2 separate regions of the Mus musculus genome follow, and region 2 is linked to region 1. The links are chromatin contacts, called in public promoter capture Hi-C maps. All regions are on one chromosome and are shown on one strand. The core of a region is the stretch at or near the end of the contact, and the rest is flanking DNA. Distances in the headings are between cores, read along the strand shown.

What was found. Promoter capture Hi-C pulls out the DNA fragments that hold promoters and counts their contacts.
Region 2: a promoter capture Hi-C map of pre-B cells shows a contact between it and region 1, with 4 times the contacts expected there. The contact joins two enhancer-like sites. A contact is called at or near these places in 2 of 39 promoter capture datasets (cranial neural crest and pre-B cells).

Annotation. Positions count from the first base shown.
Region 1 is chr15:100,127,918-100,134,336 of GRCm38.p6, forward strand. It overlaps Dip2b (disco interacting protein 2 homolog B), which reads left to right. Exons shown (of 38, transcript NM_001159361.2): 3 at 3,985-4,110. Among named protein-coding and RNA genes, the nearest start is that of Dip2b, 92 kb to the left of the region's middle. Within about 2 kb of position 1,469, at least 9 of the 459 cell types and tissues checked have an H3K27ac peak or open chromatin away from gene starts, as enhancers often do. A contact at or near this core is called in pre-B cells, where this site is marked.
Region 2 is chr15:102,373,658-102,380,608 of GRCm38.p6, forward strand. No RefSeq gene overlaps it. Among named protein-coding and RNA genes, the nearest start is that of Sp7, 11 kb to the left of the region's middle. Within about 2 kb of position 2,659, at least 222 of the 459 cell types and tissues checked have an H3K27ac peak or open chromatin away from gene starts, as enhancers often do. A contact at or near this core is called in pre-B cells, where this site is marked.

The sequences.
Region 1 (6,419 bases), core at 219-2,718:
TGTTCAGGAAGATGAGCTCCTGGCCTGCACTAAGTTCTGCTAGATTCACTGTTCTTCCTGGAAGTCTGATTTACTCTTGGTTTTTATTTTACAACTTCTTTTTATAATTACTTGTTTGTTTAGTGTGTATGTGTGTGTGTTTGCACGCACATGTATGCACACAAGAGCACCTGTACCACAGAGTATGTGGATCACAGGACAACTTGCAGAAGTCATTTCTCTCCTTCTGCCATGTGGGCCTTGGAAATTGGACTCTGGCTCTGAGGTATGGTGGCTACTGAGCCATCTTGCTGATGCTTTTGTTGTCTTTGTAGCCCAGGATGATCTCAAACTCACAGCAGTCCTCCTGCTTCAGCCTCCTGAATGCTAAAAAGATAGTTGTGGGCCAACTTTCATGGCTGCTTTTACAATGTCTTGTCAAGTTGGAGCAGATGCACTACACACGCAAACTGAGTTTATTCTGACATAAATCTATGTTTGTATGACATGTGCTGGGTATACTTACTGAAACTGTAAATAGAACGTCTGGGTTGATTTCTGACAAATTAAAGTATGTCGATTGTCACAGTTTTAGACGTAGAGGAAATGGGATGGCTTAGAAGCTTGGATTCCTATGAAGACAGAGACATGCCCATTACTCAGAAGAGAGCTGTGTGGGCTTTGTTTCTGGTGCCCATTCACTTGTGCTCTGGCCCGTACACCCGCTGACCCCATTTTCATTAGAAGGCTTTCTCTGTGTATGTTTCCTTTTCCTGTGATGACCTGTAGCTGATTTTGATTCCGAGTGGAGATATGTGCTCTTTCCAGGTCTTTCCCAGATTTATGCCTGCCACCTTTTTTTGTTTTTGTTTTTGTTTTTGTTTTCGAGACAGGGTTTCTCTGTGTAGCCCTGGGTGTCCTGGAACTCTGTAGACCAGGCTGGCCTTGAACATAGAAATCTGCCTGCCTCTGCCTCCCGAGTGCTGGGATTAAAGGCGTGTGCCACCACTGCCCGGCTTGCCTGTCACTTCTTCGTGGCAATGTTTTATCTTCACTTACATTATTTTTCTCCTTTTAAATTAGTTACATCAAAAAAACATAAAGCAGAAACATATTTGAGAAAGATATTTAAAAATACTTAGATTTGAATGTCTCCTCTTTTAAGTAAGAATTTGCAGTCCTTTTTAACATTTAAAACATTAAGTACACAGTTTGGAAAGATCATGTTCCTTTGAGTGATTTGTTATGCTGTTTGATCAGTACAAGAAACAGCAATAGATGATACATCTGTAGTTTTATATAGCCTCTCCAAAAAAGAAAGAAAAGAAAGACAAACAAACAAACAAACAAACAATCCAACTTAAACAAAATCCCCAAGCCAACAGGAACCTGTTGGAAGGATCAGTGTGCCACCTGAAACCGTTTTCCCTGTGCATATTCACAACGTAGCTCATGCGTGCTAATGTGATTTCCTTCCTGTATTTATCATCTGACTTTAAAAATAAAAATAGCTGCTTTCTATTTTTTGTTCTCTATTTAAAGTTGGTTGGACTGTATTTCAAGTACTTTCTCAGGCAAGTGGCTTTTGCAGCCTTTTCCATGATGGACAGTGGTGTGGAGCTGGGCCTGGGGGTTGGGTGTTTTCCCTCCGTCTGACTACTGACTCTGAGTCCCAAAGCATTAGATGCTCCTGACCTAACGTGCTAATCCCCATCACTTTCCTTTTTAAAGGTCTTGGGAGATTTCCGGTAGTCCTGTTTATAGCCTTTTGTTTGAGAACCGGCAGAGGTAGGCCAACCAGAGTCTGCCAAGCTCTGCAGCTTCCAGCCTGCTAGCCCATGTCTCCCTCCTCTGTTAAAGGGGCAGGGGGACTGGCTCTGCAGGCTTATTTCACAGAATGAGACATGAAATGAAACTTGTATGTGCTTTCGTTTTGTTTTTTTTTGTTTTTGTTTGTTTTTTTGTTTGTTTGTTTGTTTGTTTTTGAGACAGGGTTTCTCTGTGTAGCCCTGGCTGTCCTGGAACTCACTTTGTAGACCAGGCTGGTCTTGAACTCAGAAGTGCGCCTGCCTCTGCCTCCCAAGTGCTGGGATTAAAGACGTGCGCCACCACCGCCTGGCTTGTATGTGCTTTCAGACGCAAAGATTTAAATGTTGATTTTATTATTGTGGGTTAGGGGTTGGAAAAGGTTTTCTGTACAGGGACAGTTGGGCTTTAGGCTTCAACAACTTATAGTCTGTGTCATAGCTACTCAGTTCTGCCTGGACAGCATGACAACAGCTGTAGACACTGCAAGTGACTACTCCTGCTATCTTAGTTCGGGTCTTACTGCTGTGAACAGACACCATGACCAAGGCAACTCTTATAAGGACAACATCTATTTGGGGCTGGCTTACTGGTTCAGAGGTTCAGTCCATTATCATCAGTGGGGATCATGGCAGGCATGGTACAGGAGGAGCTGAGAGTTCTACATCTTCATCTGAAGGCTGCTAGAGGTCACTGGCTTCCAGTCAGCTAGGACAAGGATCTTAAAGCCCATACCTATAGTGGCACACCACCTATAGTGACACACCTACTCCAACAAAGGCCACACCTTCTAATAGTGCCACTCCTTGGGCCAAGCATATTCAAACCACCACACCTTATATCCCAATAAGTCTGTTTGTGATAACAGGCTGTGAGTCACCATGGTAGCAGTACACTCTAATCCTAAGTAGCTCTTGGAAAGATTAGGAGTTCAATGCCAGCTTCACCTGCATAGCAGGTTCATGCCAGGAAGACATGAGACTCTGTCTCAAAAAGCAAAAGAAAAGAAAAATCAGTATAGCTTGGTTTGGTGGTACACTCTGATCTTGGAACTGAAAAAGCTGAGATGAAAGAATTCCAGATTTTAGGCAACTGTGGGCTACACCAAGACCCTGTCTTAAAACAAAACAAAATCCAGGTGATAAGTATAGTAGGCCCAGGAGCTATAGTCTGTTGATCTCTGTTGAAGAAGATGTGGAGAAAATATTAAGAATTTTAGACAGCCAGGTGGTGGTGGTGCATGCCTTTAATCCCAGCACTTGGAAGGCAGAGTCAGGGAGATCTCTGTGAGTTTGAGGCTGGCCTGGTCTACAGAGTGAGCTCCAGGACAGCCAGGGATATAGAGAAACCTTGTCTCAAAAAACTAAACTTAAAATCAAACAAAAACAAACAAACAAACCAACCCCCACAGCTCTTATATGAAGTGGATTATTGAGAATCTAGGTTGACTGAAAGGTCAGTTTACAGTCTTAGACGCTTAAAAACTCTCTGCCTGTGTGCAGTGTTAAAGGGCGATAACTGAGAGTAGAAGAGGGCAGCTGGGAGTCAGGATCCCGAGACCAGATGAGCCTGAGTGGGGCTGCAGCATACCCGAACTGTAACACACTCTGAGTATATTAGACAGGACAGACTTACAGTCCACAGCTGTGTCTTGCTCTGTTCAGCAACAGGAACCGTTAAGGAACATCTTTAGACATATCCTAAAAGATTCTCCCTCCCCTCCACTTGTCTCAAATACAAAGAATCTAGACTTGGAAATGTAGCTCAGTAGTTGAACAGTACCTTGCTCAGGTAAGACCTGAGTTTGAGCCTCAGCACTGCAGGGGGTTGGGTAGGACAAAAAGAAACAAAAAACAAAACAAAACAAAAAACCCCAAACCCAAACCAAACAGCAAAAGCACACAGCCTTGTTATGTTTTGTGTAACTGTTTGGTGGGTCAGTTCCAAGGATGACTTTGTACACGCTGAATGTCTTCCTGTTTCTTTGCTATCAGACTATTGACAGTTCCAGCTATAAGGTAATGTTTGTGGCCTGTGGCCTTCACAGCTACATTATGTGCCTACCTTAACCTCTAACTGTTTACTGTAGATGGGGGATGAGAACTACTTTCAGCTGTTGTAAGAATGCCCAAAGTGTCCAGAACATATCATCTCCCGTTGTTGCTATTGGATAACCGTCTTCCAAACTTCCTCTTTTAGAAACTGATTCCATAGGACAAAAAGAAAGAAACCAAACTCCTGCTCCCACGGCAGCTCAGACTTCTGCTCCTTCCAAGTATCACCGTTCACGTTCTGGAGGTGCGAGAGATGAGAGATACCGATCAGGTGAGAAGGAATTGTAGTTTTCCTGCCTGCATTGTGAACTGTGTGTTCTGGGCAGTGTGAACCATGTGTCCTAGGCAATGTGAACCATGTGTCCTAGGCAGTGTGAACTATGCATCCTGGGCTGTGTGAACCATGTGTTCTGGGCAGTGTGAACCATGTGTTCTGGGCAGTGTGAACCATGTGTCCTGGGAAGTGTGAACTATGCATCCTGAGCTGTGTGAACTATATGTCCTGGGCAGTGTGAACCATGTATCCTGGGCAGTGTGAACTGTGTATCCTAGGCAGTGTGAACTATGCATCCTGGGCTGTGTGAACCATTTGTCCTGGGCAGTGTGAACTGTGTGGTTTGGGCAGTATGAACTGTGTGGTTTGGGCAGTGTGAACTGTGTGGTTTGGGCAGTGTGAACCGTGTTTCCTGAGCCCTCATGTTTGATGTGCTGCTTCCCCTTGAGCCAGGAGATAGTGTTCATTCATTCGGCAGTGTATCTAGTACCTACTGAACTTATCCAGAGAGTTTGTTTGTTGCCAAGCAACCCTGATTTCCGAGTTATCACTGTCACCTTTTGAGGTTTATTCCAGTTCAGCAGTGTGCTGTAACCAAGCAGGAAGGTTTGGGCATTCATAATTCTTATTTCTAGCCTTCTGGAAGCTTTTGTTTCCTCCCCTGGGTTTTCGTTCTTTCTTGACATGTTTGTTAATAGACTATGATAAAATAGTTAAGGAACCAAGGAGCTGATTCTCTACATTCTGTGTCCAATAGGATTGCATATTGAAAGGACTTTGTGAACTTACTGGGTGATAGAAAGTTTTGACTTTATCTCGCAGAAACCCATTTGTGATCTCCAGGCCCTGCCGTGCTCTCAGAATCCCCAGCTGTTAGAAAGCATAGTTTGTGAATCGGGTACTTGGTAAATGCACGGCAGTGTTAAGAGCTGAATGGTCAGGCTGGTATTTATCTCACTGGGACTTTGTGGGAGGGAGGAAATTAGCCAGAAAAAAGGCAAGCAAGGAGGGAAGAAAAGGTGATTGACGAAAGAATCTCTGGGGCTCAGTGGCTACACGCACTTGCTGCCCTGCAGAGGACCTGGATTGATTCTCAACTCACATCTCATGGCTCGTAACAGCCTGTAGCTATAGATCCAGCGGATCTGACCCCATTCTTCTGGCCTCCCAGGGCACCCACCACACACATATATGCAAACACACAACACAAAACACAAAAGTAAAATGAATCTTTTCTTTTTTTTAATCTCTGAAGGGCTGGAGAGATGGCTCAATGGTTAAGAGCATTTGTTGCTCTTCCAGAGGACCCAATTTCAATTCTCAGCACTCACATGGCAGCTTACAACGATCTATAACACTGGTCCAAGGGGATCAGGTACCCTCATCTGGCCTCCAGTGGCATACACGTGCATGAATGTGGCAAAACACCCATATACATAAAATAAATAGCTTTTTTTTTTTAAAGCACCTTCCTAACATTAAAAAGAAATCTCCACAAATATCAAGAGCTGAGAGAGTGTTGTGACATTGTCATAGGGAACGTAAAACGGAAGTGAGCAGAGCACGTAGACGTGGACTGTTGTTTTCAATATATTGGGAATTGTTTAACTGTATAGCCATGGAAACTCTGAGCACATTGGAGAATTCTGGCATCCCTGAAACCAACAGCAACTGCTGATGGGGGCGGGGAGCGGGGGAGACAGGAGAGGAAGGGAGAGAATGGAAGGGAAACTTCCATTCTTTATCTGTAGTGATGGGAAGGGTCGAACTGCCTGCCACGTGCAGAGCAGCTCAAGAGCAGAAGTAAAACTTGCAACTCAGTCAAGTGGTGGGTGCTCAGAAAGGGTTGATAATCCAATGCTGGTAGGAGTGGCTGAGTACAAGTTCTTATTTGGCACGGGCTTATTAGCACCTGTGACATTCAGTCACAACGCTAGCCTTTCTGCTAATGTTTCAGGTATAATTGTAAGAGCTTATGTTTTCAGAGTTTTTTTTTATGTGATTGGGTGTTTTGATTGCATGTATGTATATAGATCATGTGTGCCTAGTGTCTGTGGGGCCCAGAAAAGGGTATTGGATGCTTGGAACTGGAGTTATAGACCATCGTGAGTTGACGTGTTGGTGCTGGAAACTTAATCTGGGTCTCCTAGAACAGCAGCCAGTGATCTTAATTGGCAGGCCGTCTCTCCAACCCCTGGTTTTCAAAGTTCAAATTCTCGGACCTGTTCTTAGCGCTTAGCCCAAGGCACCTTAAACGTTTTACTTAATACTACCTCTTTGTCACTTGGCGGTAGTAACACACACCT
Region 2 (6,951 bases), core at 1,409-3,908, 2.2 Mb after region 1:
CTGTGAACATGTGTGCACCCTGTGAACATGTGATGCTACCCTGAAAACATGTGTGCACCCTGTGAACATGTGATGCTACCCTATGAACATGTGTGTACCCTGGGAACATGTGTGTACCCTGGGAACATGTGTGTACCCTGGGATCATGTGATGCTACCCTGGTTGGGTTTCCACAGGCCAGTATTGAACAAAGACCCTCTCAGTCTCTGGGGAATGCCCTGGGTAACCCTTCTGCAGCACAGGTATTAAAACTTGGAACAACACAGAGACCCACATGGCCCCTGTGTGAGGACAATATACAAGTTCATGAAGTGTTCCATATTTTATTTTCAGAGAAAAAGTATGCCTCGAAATATGTCACATGAAATATATTAGCATCTTTAGTACTGGAGAGATGGCTCAGTGATAATGAACATACACTGCTCTTTTTTTTTTTTTTGGAGGGGGGTGTTTTGAGTCAGGGTTTCTCAGTATAGCCCTGACTGTCCTGGAACTCACTTTGTAGACCAGGCTGGCCTCGAACTCAGAAATCCGCCTGCCACTGCCTCTCGAGTGCTGGGATTAAAGGCATGTGCCACTGCGTCCAGCTGCTACATTCCAATCTTTAACTAACTTCCTCTCTCTCTCTCTCTCTCTCTCTCTCTCTCTCTCTCTCTCTCTCTCTCTCTCTCTCATGTCAGGGGATTAAACTCAGGATCTTCTACATGCTGAATAGGCAGAGCCCTGCTCTAGTTGCTCTAGTTGTTAGGATCACAGCTATATGAGAGATATAGGGTAAGTCTACAGAGAGTTGACTCACTCAGCAAACACCTACTTTATGCAGAGCACACAGAGCTAGGCACACAGGTCTGCAACCATAAACATGACTGATCCAGTTCTGTGCCTCACAAACTATCCTGTAACTAACAAAAAGAGGAAGCCTTTTAATTAAAGCAAGTAGTGTGTGCTACAGGAGACAGAATTGATCTAAGTCAGTAGTGGAAGGCTAGAAGAAAACCATATAAAGAAACCAAAAAAGCTGAAGGTGGTCCTAGCACTTAGGAGGCTGAGGTAGAGGGAGTGCGGTGCCATGAGTTTAAAACTAGCCAGAGCTACATAGTAAGATTCTACCAGAGGAAAGAAGGAAGAAAATGGAAGGAGACGAGGGAGGTATGAAGGAAGGAAGGAAGGAAGGAAGGAAGGAAGGAAGGAAGGAAGGGAAGAAGGAAGGAAGGAAGGAAGGAAGGCTCAAGGCTCAATAAAAATAAGACTTGGTCTGGCGGGGTGAGGTTGAACACACTGGCAATTACGACAATTGGGACAGAAGGCAGAAAGGCAAGAGAATTGTGAATTCCAGGTCAGGCAGCTATATCCCGACATTCCGTCCTCCAAGAAAACAACAACAAAATAGAAATATTGCAAATGCACATTGTTCCAGGGTAAGAAGAGTTAGCACCTCTGTGCATATGACTGGAGCATAGGGTGAAGGCTGAACCAGGCCTCGTGGAATGGGCCTGTATTCCCAGCTACTCCAGAGACTGCGGGCTACTCAAGAGCCCACGGCCAGCATAGGCAATTTAGTGAAGCTCTGCCACACACACAAAGGGGATGTGGGGGTTGGATTCTGTAGACAGTGGTAGAGTGTTTCACAAGCATAGATCCCAGGAGTTCCACCCCAGAACATGAGAGAGAAAGTGGGGGTGGGAAATGTCTCATCAGCTATGCAAGGTATGTGACCTTAATCCCCAGGACAACATATAGAAATGTTTGTATATTAAAAAGATAGCCCTGGCTGCAAAGATGAGCATGAAAGGGGGTCTTAGAGCCCGACAGTTCTGTGTCTGTCAGCCATTTAGTATGGTGCAAGCTTGGGCAAACTGTTTAACCTAGGATTCCTCTTCTGTAGAAAGGAGAAACAAGACAGTCATCTCTCAAGGTTGTTATAATGATTTGAAACTGTGCACAGTGCTCAGTGGGTAAAGATACCTGCCATCGTGCCAGGGGACCTGAATTCTATCCCTGTGACCTACAAGGTAAAAGGATAGCACTGACTCCTGACCTCCACCACATATGCATTGTGACACACACACACATACACACACACACACACACACACACACACTCAAAAGCAATTTGGTTTATTTGGTTTTTTGAGAAAGGGTTTCACTGTGAGCCCTGGCTGTCCTGGAACTCACTCTGTAGACCAGGTTGGCTTCAAACTCACAGAGATCTTCCTGCCTCTGCCTTTGAGCTCTGGGGCTAAAGGTATGGGCCACTACGGCCTGGCTAATTTTTTAAAACCCACAAAAATTAGAAATGTATGCTGGACCACCCACTCGATGCTAGACATCAATCACAGGGTCTCACACAAACTACATAAGCGCTCTACCACTAAACTACACCTATAACTACCACTGGACTACACCTATAATATAACTAAACTACACCTATAACTACTACCAGACTACACTTATAACTACTACCAGACTACACTTATAACTACCACTGGACTACACCTCTATCCCTTAACTATAAACAGTATCCACCGCTTAGTACTTGCTTCATACATGATACGTGTTAGTTCATCACAGGTTGCTGGAGGACAAAACTGGAGATGAGGATGGCAATTGGTGTCATCACACCAAGCCAGAGGTCAAAGTGTACGGGGTGGAAAGGAGAGCCAGCCTCACAGGAAAAATGAGCAGGCATGCAGGTTTTAAAGTTCAGTGCTGAGAATAGCTCTGGATAGTCAGTGGCTCTGCTCAGCATTGAGGAAGGGGCCAGTGCAGTATCTGAGCGTTTTCTCTCAGCATTCTAGCAGGAAGCCCCTGAATGGCTGGGGTGCCTCTAAAGAACTATTTTCCTACCCTTTGACACTCGCCCCTGCTTCTCCCATTCCGTCCTTTTCTCCTCTACTTAGAAACTTTCCCCGCTGCCCTTGTCAATGAGAGTCCGCCATCGCGCCCATCTCCACCCTCCTCCTCCATCTCAGTCAGACATCCCTCCCCTCCCCTGCATTTCAAAGCATCAAAGCACTGTTCGACTTTTTCCAAGAGGAGGCTCGAAGCAAGGCGTACAGTGAAAGTATAAGCCTCCAGCTAAAGCTGAGAAACAGAGCGGGCAGAGGGACAATGAACATAGTGAGGTCTGGGCTGGGGCATCTCCACCGCTTACGCTGGCCACCTGGGACCTCTTGCATGCCTCAGTGTCCCGGTGCTGCTGGCAGGCAAGGGGCGGGCCGGCTGGGGGCGGGGCGGGGCGCAGGCGGGGCCGGCCGGGCCAGGCGCCCGGGCAGGAGGCAGCTGCATATCTGCGGTCCCGACCACAATTGCTGGGAGTCGCGTCCCGGAGACTGGCGGCGCTGACTCTGCCCGCTGCGGCCGCCGCGCCGATTAGAGCCCGAGAGGGAGCGCCAACCCCGGGGAGGGGGGCGATGGCGGGGAAGCGCTGGTGCCCCTTGGCCTCCATCCTAGCCAACACCCCCAATGCCAAGTCGGGTCTTTCTCTGCCTCCCTTATAAACTTAGCCTCCCAGCCTTGGCTTTCTCCAAACTGGATCTAAAGCTAGTGCTTTGGGACCCTGCAACAACCTGAGGAAGTTGACATCCTGTTGACCTTTCCCTCTTCCCCAGCACCCAAAAAAGAGGACTCAGAACCTCAGGATAAGCGTTCTCGGGCAAAAGCAGATCGAAGAAGGAGCCTGAGACGCCAGAGGACAAGCATTCCGAGGCCAGAGCACCCCCTGCTGGCTGGCTCTGAGTCCCTGCCCCTCCCCCTCCAGCTGTGACCTCCAGCTGTGGTGGTTGGGAAGAGCTGGCTTCTTTGATCTAGAAGCGTGGCCACCCCCTCCAGGCGCCCCATTAACCTCCATTATCCCAATTAGGCATCCCTCCCAGTCCTGGACATGAGCTTCAAAGCCCCTTCAATGCGGAGAGGAGAGGGGCTGACTCTTTAGCCCCTCACCAAGCCAAGTCATTTTCAGGCAATACCCAGGTATCCTGGTCCCAGCTGGCATTCATGGTAGGTAATAGAACTATAAAAAGGATTCGAGAGAATAAAAAGGGAAAGGGACCCTATTTTCCAAGTTCCCAGTTTTGCATTAAATGATTGAGGTGGTAGCATCCAGGATCCTGGCTGACCTGAGATTCCCATCAACTTATTCAGCTTTATCCCATCCAGAGAGGAGCCAAGAGCCACCCTCCTCCATCCTTAATCCTATCGCAACACTCCCTCCCCTCCTCCTTCCTGTAACAATTTCCGCTGGGGGAGCCCAAGCCGGGTTCAGCACAGTGGCCGCTTCCTGGAACATTTTCCTGTATCCGAAACCGCGGCTCCCTCCCCAGGGACCCACTGATCAAGGCCAGATGGGAGCAGGGATGGGGGTGGAAGCAAAGGAGCCAGGCTCTCCCCATCACCCCCCTCCCAACACATTTGCACACCACAGGGAGCCCCTGCCCTGACACACAGACTGACATAGGCACACACCACATGCCACAGTCATACACTCATGGGCATTCGTGGCGACACAGGAACCACAGGCTGAGTCTTAGAAAGTCAACACACCCACAGATATCACCACATGCTATCTCCACCCCACCCCATCCCCGTCTAACTTCTTGGTCCTTTTTTGCTTCGTGAGGAGACTTTAGAGATCCAAAAATAACGGGATACCACCCTAGGAAGGTATTAGATTGCTTCTCTGAGGGCACCTCCTAGCTGGTTCCATTATAGAAATGCAGGGTATCCATCCACTAAGTTTATATATGACAGCCAAAATCAAAGAGAGCAAAGAGGAGCAGTTCTCTGATTCCTGAGGAAGAACAAACATTAGGCTGACTCTCAAGGACAGGCAGGAAATCAAGAAACCTCCCTGGTGACAGGCCTCTCTTCCTCCCTCTTTGCTGGTCCTCTGATATTTATTTACAAGGTTTCACTATGTAGCCCCTGGCCAACTCACAGAGATTGGCCTGCCTCTACTTCCTGGGTGCTGATATTAAAGGTGTGGAACTGGGGCTAAGATTTAAGAGCGCTGGCTGCTTCTTTCAGAGGACTCAAATTCAACTCCCAGCACACACATGGCAGTCTGTAACTCCAGTTCTAGGGAATCCGACACCCTCACACAGACATTCATGAAGGCAAAACGCTGATGCACATAAAATAAAAATAAATTATAAAAAAGAAAAAGCATGGGTCACCACGTGACATCATGGGTCTTGTTGTAGTTTTGTTTGTTTTGAGACAGTCTCAAACAAACTAGAACTCAATATGTAGACCAGGCTAGCATCAAACTCACAAGAGAGTCACCTGCCTCTGTCTCCCAAGTGCTGAGATCAAAGATGTGAACCACCACACAACATCCAGCTTTTCTGTTTGTTTTTGGTTGTTTGGGGGATTGTTTTGTTTTGATATAGAGCTTCCTGTGTATACTTGGCCTTGAACTTCTGATCCTACTGCCTCCATCTCTCAAATGCTGGGGTTACAGGTGTGTACTATCATGCCTCCCATCTGTTTGTCTCTTACCTGGCTGGGTATAGGTTGGTCTGTGGATAGAGTCTGGAACAGACACTCAGAAAAGCTGAGAATAGGGAAACATCGTCTCCTGTTTCTCAGAACATCTCATTGGTTCAGAGGAAGTATGAAGTATATGAAACTGGAAAGTTCCACAAGTCTAAGATATAGGTCACTGTGGAAGGATGGGAGGGATGAGTATATGGGCACAAGAAACATTAATCAGGATACCCCAAACTCATGACACTATTTGGTTCTGGTTTATGCTGGCTTCATTAATATGCTTGATTTTTTTGGGGGGGGTTGTTTTGTTTTGTTTTTCGGGATAGGGTTTCTCAGTATAGACCTGGGTGTCCTGGAACTCACTTTGTAGACCAGGCTGGCCTCGAACTCAGAAATCTGCCTGCCTCTGCCTCCCAAGGGCCGGGATTAAAGGTGTACGCCATCACCGCCCAGCCTGGCTTCATTAATATGTTAAACAAGAAAAAAAAACACATCAGTTCAGTGGTTACTACAAAGACATTTTATTAAATTCAAAGTGGCTATTCTTCATTAGAGACATCTAGAAAAGAAACTTTTTTTTTTAGATTTATTTATTTATTATATGTAAGTACACTGTAGCTGTCTTCAGACACTCCAGAAGAGGGAGTCAGATCTTGTTACAGATGGTTGTGAGCCACCATGTGGTTGCTGGGATTTGAACTCCGGAAGAGCGGTCGGGTGCTCTTACCCACTGAGCCAACTCACCAGCCCCTAGAAAAGAAACTTAACAAATGGTAGAGACTGTAGTTTTGAGGTCTTTCTTAGAGTTGAAAACATTCTCCTGGAGATGGCAATGCACTTTGATTTGAAAAACAAACAAACAAAAACATTATGGAGATATTCTGGTGGTACAGCCTATAATCTCAGGACTCAGGAGCTGAAGGCTGGAGGGTCAGGAATTCAAAGTCACCTTAAACTACGTGGAGCTCAGGGCAGTCAGAAGTGGTGTGAGAGAATGGGGGCAGTCAGGAGTTGTGTGAGAGAATGGGGGCAGTCAGGAGCGGTGTGAGAGAATGGGGGCAGTCAGGAGCGGTGTGAGAGAATGGGGGCAGTCAGGAGTGGTGTGAGAGAATGGGGGTGGGGGGAACCAGGTGTAAGGGCTCATGTCTTTAATTCCAGCATGCAGAGACAGGCAGAGCTCTGAGTTTGAGGACAGCCAGGGCTATACAGACAAAACCTGTCTCAATAAAACAAAAATAAAAAAATAAAAATAAAGCCGGGCAGCGGTGGCACACACCTTTAATCCCAGCATTCAGGAGGCAGAGGTAGGCGGATTTCTGAGTTTGAGGCCAGCCTGGTCTACAGAGTGAGTTCCAAGACAGCCAGAGCTACACAGAGAAACCCTGTCTCAAAAAAACAAAAATTGATTGATTAATTAATTAATTAATTAATTAAAAAGAAGAAAAAAGGAAGGAAACTGTGT